2 separate regions of the Mus musculus genome follow, and region 2 is linked to region 1. A link is a contact called in public Hi-C data. All regions are on one chromosome and are shown on one strand. The core of a region is the stretch at or near the end of the contact, and the rest is flanking DNA. Distances in the headings are between cores, read along the strand shown. Region 1 has its middle 85 kb from the start of A330032P22Rik. Region 2 overlaps Plekhg1 (pleckstrin homology domain containing, family G (with RhoGef domain) member 1).

Region 1 (6,426 bases), core at 3,320-5,819:
TGAAGAGAACATAAAAGAATTGGTCAGTAGGGAGATGGTGATGGATCAGGAAGGAGTTGATAGAACATTGCATATGATCAAAATGCATTGTATGAAATTCTCAATGAAGTTTTAAAAGAAAGAAAGAGAGAGAGAAAGAAAGAAAGAAAGAAAGAAAGAAAGAAAGAAAGAAAGAAAGAAAGAAAGAAAGAAAGAAGGGAGGGAGGGAGGGAGGGAGGGAGGGGAGGGAGATAGAGGGGGAGGGGTGGAGAGAGGGAGAGAGAGGGGGGGAGAGAAGCTATATCCTGCCACCTTCAGTTGGAAGGTATATTGGTCAGGGTTCTCTAGAGTCACAGAACTTATGGATAGTCTCTATATAGTAAAGGAATTTATTGATGACTTACAGTCTGCAGTCCAATTCCCAACAATGGTTCAGTAGTAGCTGTGAATGGAAGTCCAAGAATCTAGCAGTTACTCAGTACCACACGGAAAGCAGGCGAAGGAGAGAGAGCACGACTCCCTTCTTCCAATGTCCTTATATGGTCTTCAGCAGAAGGTGTAGCCCAGATTAAAGGTGTGTTCCACCACACCTTTAATCCCAGATGACCTTGAACTCTGAGATCTCCCTGTCTTAATCTTCTGGAATCCATAGCCACTAGGCCTCAAGATCTCCATACCAAGATCCAGGTCAGAAACTTCTATCTCCCAGCCTCTAGATTAGGGTCACCGGTGACCCTTCCAATTCTGGGTTGTAGTTCATTACAAATATACATTACAAAGTTGACAACCAGGAATAGCCACTACAGAAGGTAAGTTGACAGCTGGGACTTCTGGTTTTGTTGCCACTCTTGGGAATTGATCTTGTCCCAAGCCCTGTCCCCGTTGTATTTGCTACACTGGTGACCATAACCCTCAGCTCAACTCTGGGACATATGGCTTTAAAGTATATAGGCAAGGGAACCACTGAAAAGTACAGTTGGACATTTTCTGCCCCTCTGTCAGCCTTTGCTTGGTTCCAGAGTCACTGAAGTCCTCTTGCTGGCCCAGGTTCCTTCCTTAGCACCAGACTGTCTCCATACTTATGACCCAGAGTCAACACCAAGGCCCACGTGTGGCCACTGGGCTGTGGAATGCCAAGTAGCCACCCATTTTTTTGGATTGTTTCCTAATGTCTGTGATTCCTGGCAACTGCAGAGGGCTTCCAGGGACAGGGCTTAATGGTAGGGCGGAAGAGGGAGGGGAGGAAAGCAATGTGGAGTCTGCTGACATGCTGGAAAACGCTGCCCGGAGGTCCCTGAATCAGTGGAAGGACACCTTCCTTCCTGTCCCTCTCCAGCACCAGTGCTGGGGTCAGCAGTTCATGCATAAGAAATCAGGATTCTCTGGAACCACTCATGCTGCCTAAATGTAAACTGACAGCGAGGGGCCCAGCCCCCTGTAGGTAGGTAAAAGTCACTGTTCTGTATCAAGCACATTTGACAGTCACTCAAAGGACAGTTAGCAAATGAATATATGAGTCACTTGCTTCGATTTCACACTAGCTGGTGTTACCCAGACCAATTTACATGGCTTTCCCTGAACAAGCCCTAGAGTTGGCCTTGTGTATTATGGACCTTTCTGTTCTTTTGTCCATCAGGTTCGAAGCTGAAAGGGGTACAGACCTGTGGAAGGAAGGTGTTTGCATTCCAATTATCCATGGGGAGGAAGGAGGGAAATCTTGTTAGTTGTCCCAGGGGATAAGAACCTGGCAGGGACGAGACCTGGAAAGAGGATAACATTTGAAATGTAAATAAAGAGAATATCCAATAATAATAATAAATAATAATAATAGAACCTTGTGCGGTGCGGGTCTCTTTCTTCTCTCCACACCCTGTTCCCTTGAATTGTCTTCTTTCCAAGGGTGGCTGGCTCTGGGAGGTCAAACAATGGGAATTGTAGTCAGGCATCTATCTAATCATAGGCATTGTGAAGATCAGAAGGCTCCAGGCAAGCTGAGGGGTTGGCCATGAGCTGGACTAATCTGCACCACGGATAACAGACACCTGGATGCATCCTTGAAAGCTCATTCAGTTGATAACAGTGCTTGCTGCTGATGTGAGGAGAGGGGTGAAGCAAGGCTGAGACTGGTGGATGAAGAAGCCTGAAGACTCTATGTTCACACAAGACAGGGCTGGAAGATGTTAGCCATTTAACATCCCATTTCCAGGCTATTTCCAGGCTCTGCTAAAAGCCACAAGGATGCTCCCCCCTCATGTGGGGCTAGGGGAGGATCAACTCATGGAGGTGTCAAAGGTTCTATGTGTCTCAGAAACGTTGCAAGCGTTAATGATCACCTGTAAAAATAAATCTGTTTTCCCTTTCCTAGCCCCAGCTTCCGGAATGACATTTCTGAGACTAATTATTTATTAATAAATACCTCAGCCATAAACTTTAAGCATAGCCATAAACATAAAGCAGTAGTACTCAACTGAGGGATGAGGGACGTCACAAATCAGACATCCTATACATCAGATATTTATATTATGCTTCATAACAGTAGCAAAATTACAGTTATGACGTAGTATCAAAATCCTTTTATGGTTGGAGGTCATCACAATCTGAAGAACTGTGTTAAAGGGTCTCAGCATTAGCAAGGTTGAGAGCCTTTAGGACCTACAGATTCTACAACCTTCCCAGACAGCTGGGGACCACATGTGTAAACACAGGAGACCATGGGGGACATTTCACATTGAAATCACAACAGGGAAGAAAAAGAGTTTACATGCTGTGCGCGCTCTCTCTCTCTCTCTCTCTTTCTCTCTCTCTCTCTCTCTCTCTCTCTCTCTCTCTCTCTCTCTCTCAGCAGGTGAGGATTCCATTCATGGTAGAGGGACATGCCACCTATAGAAACTCAAGTCAAGGTGAATGTCCTTTGCTCCTGTAGTCTACAAATGAGCCAAGGTAAGCCTTTCTTTTCTGCTGGTGTATGGTCTCAGGTGTCTTGTTAACAGTATCACAGAACTGATAATAGACACAATAGGACAAATAAAATAATTGGCCACTACACATTTTAGTATTTCTCCAAAAGTAAGTTTGAAAATCTTCAGAAACACATTGTGCATTTGAGGTGGTGGGTTTGTTAGTCCATTTGATTTAATAACTCTTCATTGTATTAAACAAACAGCATTTCTTTGTGCCCTCTAAAGTAGTTGTGAGAACTTACATGTACTCATAGTAAAGAGAGCAGATGCTGCTGAAATGCTTAGGAAAGGCCAAGCAATATTTTTCAAAAAAGTGCTTTATATTAATTTATTTAACTCCACAACAAGCCTATGAAGCTAATACTTGTAGAGGTTTGGTCTATTGCTATGTATTGTAATGCTTTTATACAAGGACGTCTGGGTCTACGAATGACTTCTCATGATTACAAGCTTTTGTTATACAAACTTTGTTCCTTGATTTAAAACTATTGGTTAAATACAATTGGATACAGCCAATTACTGGAAGGATTAGAGGTGGGTGGGTTTAGAGTGACCTGGTCAGAGGAGGAGAGACCAGGAAGAAAGAGGAGGAAGAAGCCGCCATGAGGGCAGAGGAACAATGAGCTCATGGTCTGGAGGTTCAGCAAGTATCTGGGGTACACTGCTGGGGAGGTAGCCAAGCCAGAAGTTAGAAGAGTAGATTAGAGGTGACCCCTGTAGTTGTCAACGCCAAATAAAATAACCATAGTTTGAGTCTCATTTATTTGTAAGCTAGTTGGGGATAAGCTTAAATTGTTAGTACTGCAAATACTATTCTTTCCATTTGGTAAATGATGAAACAGTGGCTCAGAGAGGGTCAGTAATTCACCCCATGTCACACAGTTCCCAGGAGGCAGAGCTGGAGATCAAGCTCAGAGATTCTGTTTGCTTCACAGGTGTTGGCTTTCGAGCATGATGTTGTTCCTGCTGTCATCCTGGGTTGCTCCTGAGCAGCTCTGGTCTCCTTGTAGTCCATTACATCCAGCATCACTGTGGGATAGAGAGGGCTCAGTCCTCTCAATGATTGGGAAAGTCACAGATTCGAAGAGCAATCAATCCGCTGTCCTGATCAAGCCTGGATTCCAGGCCTTAATTCTGCTTTTCTGTTGTTTGTCTCTGAATTCTCCCTTATCTCTGTTGTCTAGTTGGTACAGACAAGCTCCTGGTTTTCCTCTATTTAAAAAGTTCTGCATGAGAAGTTAGTAAACACTTCAGTAAGTGACCAGATGCTACGGAAGTGGAAACAGCTGGTTGGGCTCTTGCAGGGGAGGAGGCAGAGTTGTTTTTATGTGAGAGAGTCACTGGAAACATTTGTTTCAAGGGTGGCCTGGAGTGTCCCCCTCCTCCCATAGGATCCACAACCCCTGCCCCTCTCCATCCCCCTTCCTCTTTCCATCTTCTCTCTCCCCCTGCCTCATTGAGGAAAAGCATGAGCCATCCTCCCTACCTCCCCCACACCCTCTTACTCAGACTTGAGGGAGGAGGTGGCTGTCACAGTTACTGTCATCTCAGACAGTCTAGGACTCAGCAGTGAAAGGAACGGATGCTGTTGTCCACAGTGTCTATGGCTGGACTGGCAGCATCCCACAGCCTCAACCCTAAGCAGATGCTGGAGAACAGCCATGAATTCAGCAGCTCAGGCTGACAACAGTCCGGAGGGATGACTATTCACTAATAAGGAAAGGAAGAAGATAATAACTGACGTCAGCAAGGCAGCAGTGCTAGCCCTTGATTGGGATTATAGTGACAGTGCGGAACTAAAACCTCCCTTGTTGTCATTGCTAACAGCAATGACAAATACTCAACCACAGCAATGCAAAACTACCCTTACTTTCAGGCACTGTTCTAAGCTCTATAGTCAAAAGCTGGAAAGAACCCAGATGTCCCTCAACAGAGAAATGGATACAGAAAATGTGTGCATTTACACAATGGAGTACTACGGAGCTATTAAAAACAATGAAATTATGAAATTCTTAGACAAATGGATGGATCTTGTCTAAGTTCTTACAAGAGCACATTTAATTGTAATTCCTGGAGTGCTCTCAGTGTCTCTCTGTCTCTCTGCCCCACCTCTGTGTGTGTGTGTGTGTGTGTGTGTGTGTGTGTGCGCGCGCGCGCGCGCGCACGTTATCCTGAGTAGTATCTCCAGCCCTCTTTTTGTGTTGCATTTAGAGACAGAATCTCACCCCAGAATGTCTTTGAACTCGCTTTACTGTCCAAGCAGGCTTCGAACTGCCTCAGATTCCTGAGTGGCTGGAATCATGGATCTGTGCCAGCAGCTCTGACTCTACTTTTTCTCTCCACTCGCTGGGCATGGGAGAGAAGTGTCCCAGGTGGCACTTACAGGATCCGCAACCCAGGTTAGTGAGAAACTCCTACCTCTGCCTGGAGTGATTGTGGATGTCCTAATCCTATATATTCTATGAAGGGCTATGTACCTTGAAGTGATGCACTACCTTATCTAATCTTGGGCTCTTTATATGGGTGGAAGGTTACAACTACACAGAGTGAGGAGATACGTTTCCAGTGAGCTCAGAGGGAGACATCACACTGAATTTCCTTTGTCTTTAAGTCAGCGTCTTTCCCCCATAGCCCAGGCTAGCCTCCAAATTTCAGTTGTTCTGCCTCAGCCTCCCAAGTGTGTGTGCCACCATGCTCAGCATTTAACATGTTCCTGGTTGAAAACCCTAGTTGAACAACTGTAGCTTTATAACCGGGGCACCAGAAAAATGACACTCCTCTTTCTCGCATTAAGTAGTGTTCTCATGATCATCTCTGAGGCCATTTCAAGTGAATCAACTGAGATGTTTTCTCCAGAATGGTAAGAGAGAAAAGTGTATTCTTTCCTCCAGTCTAGCGTGATTTACACGTTGATTATAAGCTTGTTACCCCAAACTCACTACTTATTTCCAGTAATAAAAAGAAAACAAGCAGCAGATGCTACAACAGTGCTTATTTGCTAGAAATTTCTTGTAATTATCATGATAATATAATTGTCTTTTAAATTTGGAGTTTTCTGGAATAAAAGGGAGCTATTAAAAACTATACCAACTTTGGGTGTGTTGTGCCTTAATTTTCATTAGATTCTAAAAAGTCCTTAGTTTCTTTTTTTATTTCTTCGCTGACCAAGTTATCACTGAGTAGAGAGTTGTTCAGCTTCTATGTGTATGTGGGTTTTCTGTTGTTTTTGTTGTTATTGAAGACCAGCCTTAGTCCATGGTTGTCTGATAAAATACATGGGATTAATTCAATGTTCTTATATCAGTTGAGGCTTATTTTGTGTCTGATTATATGGTCAGTTTTGGAGAAGGTACCATGAGGACATCAATGGGAGGAGAGGCCCTTGGTCCTATGGAGGCTTAATGCCCCAGCAAAGGGGGATGCTATAACAGTGAGGAAGGATTTGGGTGGGTGGAGGAGCACCCTCATAGAGGCAAAGAGGAGGGAG
Region 2 (6,274 bases), core at 3,359-5,858, 260 kb after region 1:
CCTTGGTAGCCAGTTGAAACCTTATTTTATGTCCGAGTTCCAAGATATTTAAGATGTTTTTATTTTGTGTATACTGTAGCTATCTTCTGCCATACCAGAAGACGGCATCGGATCCTATTATAAATGGTTATAAGCCACCATGTGGTTGCTGGGAATTGAACTTGGGACCTCTGGAAGAGCAGCCAGTGTTCTTAACCATTTATCTATCTCTCTAGCCCATGAGGCTTATTTTTAAAACCTGTTTCTTCTCCATCAGATGAACCCTAAGAAAACGCTCTTGGAGAATTAGCTATGTTGCCATCACGGGCTTTGTAGAATAGTTGGGAGGTACCCTAGTATATTATGTAACTGATATGACTCATCATTGTCTAAGTTAAGCATGTGATCATTGGTAACATGTATGTGGAAAAGTTATATCTATTTGAATAGGCCATTACTTGGTCTCTTTTATTTCAAAATTCCCAGAGTTAGTTCCTGGGTAGGTTGTAGGTCATTGTTGGGTTTGTGACATGGGAGTGTTTTTGCTTCTGAAATCACTAGTCATTTTTCTGGCTGGTGAAGCTTTGAGGCCACCCATGTAGCAAAGTGACGTGCAGAGCTCACAGAGAGAGTTGGAACACCATGAGAGAAAATATGAGAAGGTGAGAGGACTGCAAGTTCCAGGCCAGCCTAGGCAGTTACAGAAACCATGTCTACACGAAGAGATGAAGTTGACTCAGTTTTTAGAATCCTCTGCTCTGTGGACTGAGTTCAGCTCTAATGTTGTCCTCCTTCTCAATGGATCTGTTTTTAACAAAATCCATGTTCCCTCCTCCTCTCTGAAACCTCTTTCTGGGGAGAGCTGCTGGGCCCCTTTCCTCCCTACCCCCCAACTCCCACAGATCTGGTGTCTCGTGTCCTCACTGTGAGGAGACCTTGTTCAGGATAAAGAGAGACAATAGAGAGCCCTGAGCAAGCACAAGTGTCATTTGTCAAAGCTTGACTAGAGGGCCATTCCTTGCATTTTTTGCTGGTTTTGTGTATTGAAAAATCTTACAGAGCTTAAATGAGGCAAAACCTCAGGGTTTATTACTCTTTTATCAAAACATCTCCGAGTCCTTAGCAGATGTCCACATATTGTCAATGGGCCCAGCCTCTGTGCGATAGATTGGGAAGCCTGAAATGAGACCCGAGTTCCTGTCAGCAGGAGGAGGAGCTGCCTCTAATTCTAATGTTCAGTGTGACACCCTGCCCCAACTCTCCCCTCTTTCCCCTTTCTCCTCTTTCCATCACCCATCTTTGTCTTTCTGTTTTCCTGCTGTTTTTTTTTTTCTACCACTTTCTTCTGCTTCTCTTTCTCTCTCTTCCCTTTCTTCTCCCCTCCCCCCCCCCCCTTCAGAGACACTTACAGAAAGATCTTTGTGGTGTTCCACTGTCCACAGTGCTTCAAGCCACCCTGTTGGCGTATGCCATAGGCCTGAAGTAGCATTGTCTCCATCGTTCCAGCTTTTGTTTGGGGCCTGATAGGGCAGCTGTACAGGGTCTCAGCTCCCAGTATTTTAACAGTGTCCTCCTCCCACAGAAGCGTTGAGCAAAGAGAGACAGACATCAGCCTGAATATTAGAGCTTTCCAACCACCACAGGGATTTTTCACTATAAGATTTCAGTGGTGTATTTGAAGGAAAGATTAAAAGTTTATATACTTTGAAAATGGCTCAAAGCTCTTTGTAAATAATTCTTACCCCACTCAAATTACCATGCTGTGACTTACATTTTAAGTCTCTGTCTCTCTCTCTGTCTCTGTGTGTGTGTGTGTGTGTGTGTGTGTGTGTGTGTGTGTGTAGAACCTACAGAGATAGGGATAGTATTGTCATTTCTGAACATTTTCCTAACCCTGTACACAAGACATAAAGCATAGCACGTACCTCTAAGCCTTTACTGAATGCATTATAATAAAGTTATTGGATGGCATCTTAAAGTTTCAAGCTTCTTTTTCCTGCTTCCTCCTGTGTCAAGAGCCCAGCTGTGGATGCAAAGGTGACAGATGATGATGGGTGGACACATCCATCTCTCCACACACCCTCCTGCTCATACACCCCTTCTTATCTAGCAAAACCTTTCGATCTTCCCCCAATCTACTACCCTTCTTCCAAATCGATCAATAAGCCCTTCTAGTGTTAGGGTTAGACATCCATCCCTACCCAACGTTCCTAAGATTGTTTCAGGGGAAAGTAAGAAGTATCATGGCTGGCTCTGGACTTTCAGACCCTTACAGTCCACGCAATCGCCTCTTCCTCACCTTTGCCCAGGGCCTGATCTCCATGGGGTAGACACTGTATTCGCCACTACCCAAAGTCTTGCATCCCCAACACTCCTTGCTAAGCCTCTATTTGCCGGAGATGTTAGATGCTCCTCCAGGTAAGAAGACTCCTGAGTTGTTCTTTCCTGCCAGTGTAGGCTGCTGGTCTACTGAGGTTAAGGTGTGCTGGCCCTGGGATCCCACCTTCTCATGAACAGGCACTTGCTGTGCTCATTGAATCTGAAACACAGGATAAGCATTGGCTCCTGCTTTCTGTCAATAGAGTGTAATTAAGATGGACCTCAACTCTTCATAGATGGGCCAGAACTCCCTTGGCCAACTATTCATGGGTCACTCCTTCCTGGTGATTCCTCAGAGATGTCCCTAAGTCACCACAATCTTAACAGGTCCAATGTTTGTGTGTTATCTTTATCCTCAGGCTAATGCTGCCTTCTGGTCCATCCCCTTAGGGACAGAATGCTAAGGTGACCAAGTAGGGATTCAGTCAGAGGCCTGGGATTCTAAGCCAGTCTTAGCAGGCATAGCCATTCCCCGGCATGCTATACAGAGGACAGTGACTACAAAACAGAAGCCCTACTCAGAGCTTGGCCCCTGATAGGGACAGACTACAAGCCGGAGCTATGCAAAACCCTACTATCTGCATGTGACAGGTCAAAATAGGCATTGTTCCTCTCACCACAAATCTTCAGAGATGTTAGAGAAAGGTCGTCTTGGTTTGGAGACGTGTCCAGCCTGTCAAAAAAGTCTAAAACTACCTACTTTGGCCTCTGCAGGTCCAATACCTGGAAAAAAACTAAAAGGGAAGATAGAAGATGGTGGGTGCCTAGGCCCATAGCTCAGCTGCCTCCCTGATATGACCCAACAAAAGAGGAAGCCAAGGGTCCTGTGTACTCAGTGCCTTTCAACCCACCTGCTAGCCCAGTGGACAGTAAAGTGCCCTGTAGGGAGCTGAAGAACTGCTCATTCCTCCTCAGTGACAAAATGTGGAAAAAGGGAGGGGATCCCAGGCTTCCTCCTCTGGAGGCCTGCAATTACTAGACCAGGTGATCCAAGCACACCTCTCTCGGACGCCCTCCCTCCCCTCCCCCTCCTCACTTGTTAAATGTCCCTCCCTCCACTGCTTTCAGGTTCAGGTAGCGTGCTCCCATATGTAGCTACTCTGGTCTAACCAAACTCCCTATGGTTGCCTTTTTGGTACTAATGCTAGAGTATTTATCTCATTGCATCCTCTGGTTGCTACTACTGTTGCTAGGGAATTAGGAGTGGCCTCTTTTGGATTGTAGTCTGGATAGTTTTGTTAATAAAAGAACTTAGAAATAGACTTGGAAGGAAGCTCTAGGACAATATTATTAGCGGTTGGGAGAAAAACAGAACAGGCAAGCTGTAAATCTCAACAGCTGCCAGGGAAATGGAGACAGAGAAGAGGAAGAGAGGCATGCCATTTGAGTTAGGCCAGCAATCTGTGCAATGGAAGTCAACAGGCAGGGGCCTGGCAGAAGCCAGATGTGTGTGTGTCAGAGAGAGGGCAGCAGTGGGAGCTTCAGAGGGCAGGTGGGAAAGGCCAGAGTGTCTGGGAGAGCATGCTTAGACTTCGGGCAAGCATCCAAAAGAAAAAGAAATGGGGGAAAGGAAAGGGAAAAGTTACAAAAAAGAAAAAGTTAGGGCTCCTCTGTACTGCTGCCTGATGGAAGTTGCTTTGCAGCAGGGAGTTTTAGAGGTATGGCTTATATATATATATAATATACATCACTATATATCCTCATAAATATGTATCTTCACATATATCCACATACATACATACATACATACATACATACATACATGTGTGTGTGTGTGTGTGTGTGTGTGTGTGTGTGTGTGTGTGTGTATGATCCTGATCAAGGTTTGTCTCTGCCCGTCATTGATCCAGCTTTTGGGTGATGCCCTCTTGGGAGACAAGTTCCTCTTCTGGCTAATATCAAAGCCTTTCTCCTCTCCCCCATGCCCAGTGTGGAATTGCAGTACAAATGTTTTCCTTTGGAGTCCATTGTTTTTCAGTAGGGTAGCACAAGTGTCTCTCTTTAAAAAGATCTTCTCTCCTGCCAAGGGCTACAATCCGTTCCTGGAATGGACCACCTCTGCCTTTGCCTGTGATCCTTCTGTACTGAATATGTGGGTCCTTCTCTCCTGATCATGTATTGGTCTTTTAGCCAGAAATGTACATGGACCTGTTTGTTGATACTTGTCGTTTCAGCTAGCCAAGGAGGCAGCTCCTTGCAGGAAGGGATCCTGTGTGATTCAGCTTGTAAACAACTAGCTTGTAAAATAGAACTTGGCACCTACTCTTAACGCCCTCGGAAAAAACAGGAGGAAGGACTAGCTGAGTGGAAGGGAGTGTGCTTCTACACTGTAAATCAATATATCAATGTAGGTCATTCTGGTGTCACTGGCATCCTAACACAGTACCAGGTGGTGGCTTCTGTGAAATGGAGGAGATGCTCTCTCCAAAATAAAAGACCACCACCACCATCAAGAAAAGGGGAAACTATAGGCACTCTATTCAAAGACCAGGGTACAAAGTGCTAACAGAAGAGGCTGAACACAAAAACACTATAGAAGTCCACTGTGTAGGAGCTTGAAATACAAGCAAGACAATTAGGAAAGACGTTTCCAGTTTCCTTTGTATCTCCAAGCTAAAGAGAGTGCAGGATAAGATGGATTTAAACATAAGGAGGCACCATAGCTACATTTCATGTAAATAACTGCCTGTTCTTCATTGTGGTTTGTCTCTAGTGCCATGTTAACCAGGTTCTAACATTTTAAACATGATCTCAAAGAAGAGAGAGGATGGAGGAGCCACTGGCTAAGCTCCTTCAAGCACCTTGTAGAAATTGTCCCAGTGAGCTCTGTAGAGCTGTAGTATCCTTTTGTGTCTTTGCAGCATGATTATCTAGACCAAGATTTCTTTAACTGCTTCACGTGTGTGTGTGTGTGTGTGTGTGTGTGTGTGTGTGTGTGTGCGTGTGTGTGCATGCATACCATTTTATAGTTTGTTACTCATTATTGTTTTTGTAAAATAATGAAATGGGAAAGAATAAAGGTATGCTAGTTCTGTGGTTAGAGGTATGGTTCTGTTCCTGGTACTCGTGTGGAAACTCACACCTGCCTATAAGCACAGGTCCAGTGAAGGTCAGACACCCTCTTTTGATTTCTGAGGAATCATGGAAGCTCATGGTGCACAGACATACATGCAGGCAAAGTATTCATGCACATAAAATAATAATAATAGTAATAATAATAATACCAATGGGTTGGCGAGATGGTTCAGTGGGTAAGAGGACTGCTTTTCCAAAGGTCCTGAGTTCAAATCCCAGCAATCACATGGTGGCTCACAACCACCTGTAATGGGATATGATGCCCTTTTCTGGTGTGTCTGAAGACAGCTACAGTGTACTTACTTATAATAATTAATAAATCTTTGGGCCAGAGTGAGCAAGGCTGACTAGAGCTAGCAGAGGTCCTAAATTCAATTCCCAAGAACCACGTAAAGGCTCACAACTACAGTGTACTCTTATACATAATAAATAAATAAATCTTTTTTAAAAAATCTTTAAAAAATAAAAATTTTAAATAATTTTAATTTTTTTCTAGTTTTCTATCTTTCTTTTATATATTTTTTAATTAGGTATTTTTCTCATTTACATTTCCAATGCTATCCCAAAAGTCCCCCATACCCTCCCCCCTCCCCACTGCCCTACCCACCCACTCCCACTTTTTGGCCCTGGCGTTCCCCTGTACTGGGGCATATAAAGTTTGCGTGTCCAATGGGCCTCTCTTTCCAGTGATAGCTGACTAGGCCATCTTTTGATACATATGCAGCTAGAGTCAAGAGCTCCGGGGTACTGGTTAGTTCATAATTTTGTTCCACCTATAGGGTTGCAGATCCCTTTAGCTCCTTGGGTACTTTCTTTAGCTCCTCCATTGGGGGCCGTGTGA

Evidence for each region. Hi-C and Micro-C count contacts between places; a contact is called where the count stands out from the background.
Region 2: a Hi-C map of uterus shows a contact between it and region 1, with 3 times the contacts expected there. The contact joins two enhancer-like sites. A contact is called at or near these places in 2 of 484 Hi-C or Micro-C datasets (both in uterus), 1 of 115 datasets of contacts at active chromatin or transcription factors (extraembryonic endoderm stem cells) and 1 of 9 other capture datasets (adipose tissue).

Annotation. Positions count from the first base shown.
Region 1 is chr10:3,629,747-3,636,172 of GRCm38.p6, forward strand. No RefSeq gene overlaps it. Among named protein-coding and RNA genes, the nearest start is that of A330032P22Rik, 85 kb to the right of the region's middle. Within about 2 kb of position 4,570, at least 86 of the 459 cell types and tissues checked have an H3K27ac peak or open chromatin away from gene starts, as enhancers often do. A contact at or near this core is called in uterus, where this site is marked.
Region 2 is chr10:3,893,638-3,899,911 of GRCm38.p6, forward strand. All of the region lies in intron 3 of Plekhg1 (pleckstrin homology domain containing, family G (with RhoGef domain) member 1), which reads left to right. Among named protein-coding and RNA genes, the nearest start is that of Mthfd1l, 76 kb to the right of the region's middle. Within about 2 kb of position 4,609, at least 12 of the 459 cell types and tissues checked have an H3K27ac peak or open chromatin away from gene starts, as enhancers often do. A contact at or near this core is called in uterus, where this site is marked.